2 separate regions of the Hordeum vulgare genome follow, and region 2 is linked to region 1. Evidence: chromatin contacts called from public Hi-C data. All regions are on one chromosome and are shown on one strand. Each heading gives the region's core, a stretch centred on a gene start, on an enhancer-like site or on the middle of the called end of the contact. The rest is flanking DNA. Distances are from core to core; before and after follow the strand shown.

Evidence for each region. Hi-C and Micro-C count contacts between places; a contact is called where the count stands out from the background.
Region 2: a contact with region 1 is called in a Hi-C map of seedling, with 4 times the contacts expected there. The contact joins the promoter of LOC123444106 here to the promoter of LOC123444102 in region 1. A contact is called at or near these places in 2 of 6 Hi-C or Micro-C datasets (leaf and seedling) and 1 of 1 datasets of contacts at active chromatin or transcription factors (embryo).

The regions. Positions count from the first base shown.
Region 1 is chr3H:430,204,048-430,207,349 of MorexV3_pseudomolecules_assembly, reverse strand. It overlaps LOC123444102 (two pore calcium channel protein 1), which reads left to right and starts at 1,480. Exons shown (of 24, transcript XM_045120716.1): 1 at 1,480-1,935; 2 at 2,922-3,065; 3 at 3,291-3,302. The coding sequence starts at 1,756.
Region 2 is chr3H:430,715,602-430,719,057 of MorexV3_pseudomolecules_assembly, reverse strand. LOC123444106 reads right to left here and starts at 1,951. Exons shown (of 14, transcript XM_045120721.1): 1 at 1,763-1,951; 2 at 1,501-1,651; 3 at 1,305-1,405. The coding sequence starts at 1,831. It overlaps LOC123444105 (50S ribosomal protein L15), which reads left to right and starts at 2,037. Exons shown (of 4, transcript XM_045120718.1): 1 at 2,037-2,562. The coding sequence starts at 2,146.

The DNA.
Region 1 (3,302 bases), core at 231-2,730:
ATTAAACGGACTCCGATTACGATGAAATTTGGCAAGCGGCCTCACTACATTAAATAAGATCGCACGACAACTTTCAATCCAATCCGAGAAAGTTTTATAAACACTTTTTAAAAGAAAATATTAATGGTGTCGCGAGCGCATGCGTGTGTGGTTGGTCCCCAAACGGTAAACGATAAAAACGAAGCGAACCAGCAACTATTAACAGATGCAAGTTTTTTGAAAAAATGACGACAACGAAGTGCCGATGCTATGCAGATGATGCGATGATGAATATGACAACCAAATAAATCACACGGCGATAATGGAATAAAAAAGAAATCTTCTAGAGCTTCGATTATGGGATGTTAGAGTGCCGTCCGTTTGGCACTTGATCGAGACATTCGTGATTGGATCGCGGCACAAATTATGATTGGATCGCGAAGACGTTCGACTACATCAATCGCGTTTCTCAATGCTTTCGCTTAGCGATCTACAAGGATATGTAGATGCACTCCCGTGTTGTAAATGTTGATCTTCATAGATTGATCTTGATGAGCGTAGAATTCTTTTGTTTTTCATGTAACGTTCTCCAATAATTTAACCTTGTTTTCTCATGTATGTTTCCCTAGTAGAAATGCTTGAGGACTTCAAGATAAGTATATCCATCATATCCTTAATTAAGATTATCTTTTATTTCTTATACATATTGTTTGTAAGAGTGAGTCTTGACATGAAGATACCTCATTCAAGGAGATATATGTGGTCCAATTCAACCACTATCAGGACCTTTTAGATATTTCATGGTGCTCATAGATGCATCTACCAGATGGTCACATGTATGTCTATTGTCCACACGAAATCATGCTTTTACCAAGCTAATTGCTCAAATTATTAAATTAAGAGCAAATTATCCTGAAAATAGGATAAAAACAATTCGAATGGACAATGCCGCTAAATTTTCTTCACGTGCATTCAATGACTATTGCATGGCTATGAGCATTCATTTAGAACACTCTGTGCCTTATGTCCATACTCAAAATGGTTTGGGTGAGTCTCTCATCAAAAGAGTAAAATTAGTTGCTCGACCACTATTACAGAATTGTAATTTACCAGCATCTTGTTGGGCGCATGCGGTATTACACGCAGCAGATCTAATACAAATCAGACCAACTGCATATCATACAACCTCCCCACTACAACTAGTACGTGGCACTCAGCCAAGTATTTCCCATCTGCGAAAATTCAGTTGCGCAGTATACATATTGTTTGCAAGAGTGAGTCTTGACATCAAGATACCTCATTCACACATGGTTTGATGCATATAGTCAAAATACACATGACTCACCTATAGCAGCCACGTCAGCAGGAGAACGGGCATGCAAAATTCTTCTCGACGATAATGTCCCGCAGACATCACCATCCGACCCCTAGCTGTGCCGAAAGCTACCCCCGCGCATACGACCTGTACGGCCGTCCACTGTCAAAGGCAAACACCAAACAGCGGCGTCCAGCAATGAGCTACCCTCGCTGGTGCCCCGTCTCCCTGCCTTGCTGTTGGTCCACGCGCTGATCCCAACGGGATTACGGGCGACCTGTGCTCCATATGCGGCAGCCAGTGGAGATAGCCGCGACGTGGTGAACACGATCCGTTCCGGTTACTTCTAATCGCACTCCCCCCATTTCCACACAACACCTGCTTAAACTAATCCACTTCGAGGTTCCAGTTCCAGTTCCTCTCGTAGCTTCAGATCTCCGCTTGCATCTCAGTCTAGCGGGATGAGCGAAGCGCAGGCGCCTCTCATCACCGAGGAGGCGGCGGAGCGCGGCCTGGCGTCCTCTGGCAGTCGCCGCCTCAGCGACGGGGGCGGCGGGCAGGGCTCCAGGAAGTACCGCAGGCGGTCGGACGCGCTAGCACATGGCGACCGTTACCAGAAGGCGGCCGCTCTCGTCGACCTCGTCGGTTCCCACTCCACCTCTCTCGTTGCCTCTCTCTCGCTCGCTGGTCCTCTGCTCCACTTGCTCTGTTTCGCTGAGCGAGCAGCTACGCTGTTTGCTGTAGACTGTAACTGGGAATTCAGATGCTCGAGCCTCGAGGGGCTTGTGGTGTTGGTTGTTGTGGCTGGCGACTGTGAGTAAGGTGGCGTAGGAATGGTGTTTGATGGATTGTCGGCCCTAGCTTAGCATGCTGATTTGGTGCCGAGGTCTACGTGGCCGCGGCTGTCGTGCGGAGATGGTTAGGAAGCAGAGGTGCTGCTTGATTTTATTTTTTTTGGGTTTGGGTCTCGGCTGGTTCGTGAGTGTTAGATGCTTATTGTCTATCTGATGAAGTGCCAAAAAATGTTACGGATTGATCTAGTATTTTACATTATGGTATTTGACATTGTATTCGAACTTATACAATGAAATAAGGGCCTTAGTACAGTAAGTCCCATTTTCTCTTGCAAGGAAATCAGGGTAACTGAATCTTAGCTAGGCTGCACTTATCAGACTATGTGACTATGTTTTCGAACCGGGCTTTCTCCCTTTCCATTACTTTCATAACGGAAATACAATGTTTTGAGACCAGGACCAGAAAGAGAGGGAAAGGGAAAAAAGCGAGTTCGGGACAATATCAGGAAACCCACCGTTCACGCCTGTCGTCAGGAACATGAACTGCGGGGCGAAAACCTGATATCATCCTAAACTACGCAACAAAGACCAAAAGTATTACACTACCATGAATCAGTACCACTACCAGGCACCCCACAACAACCACCACCAGACCAGGCTCACCAAAGAGCACAGAAATAAAACTATGTGACTATATTTACATAACCTTTCTTTCGGGAAGAATATTTGTTGGAGCTTCTATGGTGATGTTAAACGAATTGTTCATCTGTTAATTTCTTTGCATTGTTTGACTTACTCAAAAGTCTAATTAGCTATTACGATTATTTTGGCAGGCAGAAGATGGTGTAGGTATCCCTGAGGATGTCTTGAATGATACGAGGTTCGGGAGGGCAATGAGTTTCTATTTTGTGTATCTCCGGTTGGACTGGCTGTGGTCACTTAACATATTTGCTTTGATACTTTTGAATTTTCTCGAGGTTAGTTATTTTATCTTATTACAATCATGAGATTAGTTCTCAGAAAGTGGATTCTGCATATTATTATGTATAGGTTCTTTAGGTCATGATTGACATTGTATTATTCTAACAGTGACCAGGCATCTTAAGTGCGGAAACTTTCCATGGTCAAAATAAAGAACAAATTAGGCACAGGCTCATGATTTCCATATGGTATTGATGTGAGTTCTTTCGTTTGCATTTCAGAAGCCTCTATGG
Region 2 (3,456 bases), core at 702-3,201, 510 kb before region 1:
ACAAATAGTTTAAATAATAAATTGCAATTAAAATGGCACAAGTCTATACCAAAACTGTATCCAGGAGAGTTAAATATAAACACATATCCATATGCACCCCTTAGTACACGTGCATTAAAAAATACCAAAAACTGTTGTATTAAAACATGTTACAGTATATATAGAAGAAAAAGGTTGTGCAAACAATTATGTTTGTATCATCATATGTACACTGTACAAAAAAATAGTTACACATCCCGTGTGATACTCCCTCCGTTCCTGAATATATGACGTTTTCGTAGTTTAATTTGAACTACCAAAACATCATATATTTAGGAACGGAGGGAGTATAAGGCAACTTATTTTATGCAATGCAGATATGATCATCTTTCTGCAAAAGTGAATGCTTGTTCAGATTCTGACATGCTCTAGTATTATGGATTGGGGGGATTTCAGAGTGCACAAGTTCTCAATCCTCAGGGCAGGGTACAAATATGAATATGTGAGAAAATACAGAACGTTAATAATTCAGGAAAATCTTAGCCATATTTGTATTTTATCAAATACAGTAGTCCAATAATATGGATAATACGGACCCTTGACACCCCTAATAAGTGTGAGGAACATTGGAAATAGGGTCATACATCGTGCCATGCACCACAGCCTAACATACTTAGAGATCAACCCAGAGGATGAATCGAGGATGTGAATACAGCATTAGTTTAAAACAATTGGAATGATCAAGCTGGAATAGTAAGAATATGAAACAGTTCGTCCTGCACCACATATAGAAGAAAATGTTTGTCGACAAAAAGATGATGCCTTATGATCTTGAAGGGAGTAAGAAGAACATGCTCAGACGTACAGCACTACAATAATTTGATTACACTGAACAGCAAACTCCAGATAGAATGGATTAGCTAGCTTCTATTTGCCAACAGTGATTGCAGTACCTAAATATCATGAAAGAGTAAAACACAGCCTCAGGACCCCGACCTAAATTTGCAAGTGCCCCACTCATCAAGTCTAGATCAGTAATCAAGATCAAGATGCATTGTGATTGTTTTAGGGCATGTTAATAATCCTTAGTGTAATACTCCCAGATATCTTAGTTACCCCATGTCATCGCCTCTAGACCATTGATCAATGTTGATATGGATCTGGAAACGAGGATCACAAGGCACAATTCGTAGGTGCACAAAATCTACAGTACCATCTGCTCCACACTGATTTCAGCATTCAGAGAATTATGGATGCTGTTCTGATCAATCCCAGATTTTAACAAGCAAGCGTGAACAAAATCAAGTGCGCATCCAAGTACGGACCTCTGGAATGTCCGCACGGATAACAGAGATAAACTTTGAGAAGCGCAGCCGGTGCAGGACATTGTTGAAGATGGTCAAGTAGAGCGTCATGGTCCTATCGCCTACAATCACAGAAAAATTAATGGAGTCACCGACTAGCAGGGCATCGAATCGAATCATCAAATCATATAGTCAAGGGATTTGCGTATGGGCTTGCCTCTGGGGCTGGGCGACGAGAAGGCCTGAACGCAGTTGTGCTGGATGAGGACGAGGAGAGAGTTCTTCACCTGCCCGGGCGGGAGGTTGAGACGGCGCACAATCTCCTGCAGCTGCAGCGCCCCCTGGCGGAGGAGGCAGTCGCACACCTTCTGCGGGAAGGGATCGGGCGGCGGGGGTTAGGGCTTCACACGCACGAGCACGCTGACACAATGTCAGTACCAGGGAACGACGGGAGGGTAGGAGGTGGACGGGGAACTTACTGCTACGAGGGGGCCGAAGTGGTCGGATATGAGGCCCGTGGCGAGGAGGATGCCGTGCTGCGACACCATGGCCGCCGGCGGCGAGGAGGCTCGGGATTTTTGGGATGCGTGTTGCGGCGGTGGCCTCGGCTCGGCTCGGCGCTGCGCGAGACGAGACTGTACTGCACTGCACGCGATCCTGAGCGTCCACTTTTCGGCCAGCGGCTCACGTGTTATGCCGCGGAAGCGGAACCGTCCATTCTAACCCTTTGATTCTGGATCCAACGGCTACGATGCTAGCCAGCAGTCAGCACTCAGCACCGTCCCAAGGAAAGACGGAAAGAACCCTAAACCCCCGGCGCACCCAGACCGGTGGAGGAAGCCGCCAGCGTACCACAGCCGCCATGTTGCGCCGCGCCTCCCAGCTCCTCCGCACCATCCCCGCCGCCGCCGTGCTCCCCCGCCGCCTCCCGCAACCGCACCCGGCCCCACCCGCCCGTCTCCTCCCCGCCCCTGGCCAGCCGTCGTACTTCTACGCCACCCAGTCAGCGGCGGCGCGGCCACCAAAGGCGTCGCGGCCACTGAGGACGGCGGGAAGCCTGCTGAGGCTCAACGACCTCCGCGACAACCCCGGCGCGACGCAGCAGAAGACGCGCAAGGGCCGCGGGATCGGCTCCGGGAAGGGCAAGACGGCGGGGCGCGGGCACAAGGGCCAGAAGGCGCGCGGCACCGCTCGGTTCGGCTTCGAGGGTGGCCAGACCCCGCTGCGCCGCCGTCTCCCCCGACGCGGCTTCAAGAACCGCTTCTCACTCACGTTCCAGGTCCCCTTCTTGCATTTCTGTTCATCTGCTTTCGTTGCAGCAATGCGTCATTTGCTGTTTGCGATCTAGGTTGTTTGATCACGAATCAACATTTCTTTCCTTGGTTTCCGTGTATGTGCTCTAGTTGTCATCCTCGAACGTTGCTTGATTCGATGACCGGAAGTTGCACGGGTCAACATTTCTGCACATAAGGTGTTTGATCTGTGTTCTGTGCACGTAGTTCACATATTTTGATATTACTACCGCTTATTCCGAGTGCTACCTTGATAAGGATTATGTTCCCTTCGTAGAAGCTCCTTAGTTAGAGGAAGGAATTTCTTACTGAGCTTGCTAGAGCCCTATCTGTAGTGGTAGCTCTTAGACGAGCTTCTAGATCATTTTGTTCCTCAGTGCACAACAGTAGAATCGTGTGTTAAAAATGGCAAAAGGCAGCACAAAAATGCCTTACTATGCATTCTGAAAAGTCTGGGATGGTGGATTTTTACCTAGCAACGGCCATTTGTAATGAACTTATGAGCTTTGGTAAAATGGGCATGCTGAGATAACATAGTATGCACTGATAAGACAGCAAGAGATTATGTTCATAGGCCAAGCTACAGTGAGGGCAGCACCAGCTTGCAGCTTTGGAAGACTTGGCTTGGGCGTCAACAATTTCAGTTATCTATCTTCTAGTCGGTAGAGTATGATATATGTGAGTAATGGTGGATCCATACCAAGTGCCAAGATACGTGGCTTTTGTATTGAATTGGTCACCAATCTTTGCTGTATAAGATAATTGGTGGGGTTGTGCTAACTTGTTGTAAGACCTGAGGTATTGTGCACTAATTGGGCAATGATTTTGGACATATATATTACTCCCTCTTATATTAGTTGACAGAGGGAGTACAGAATAAA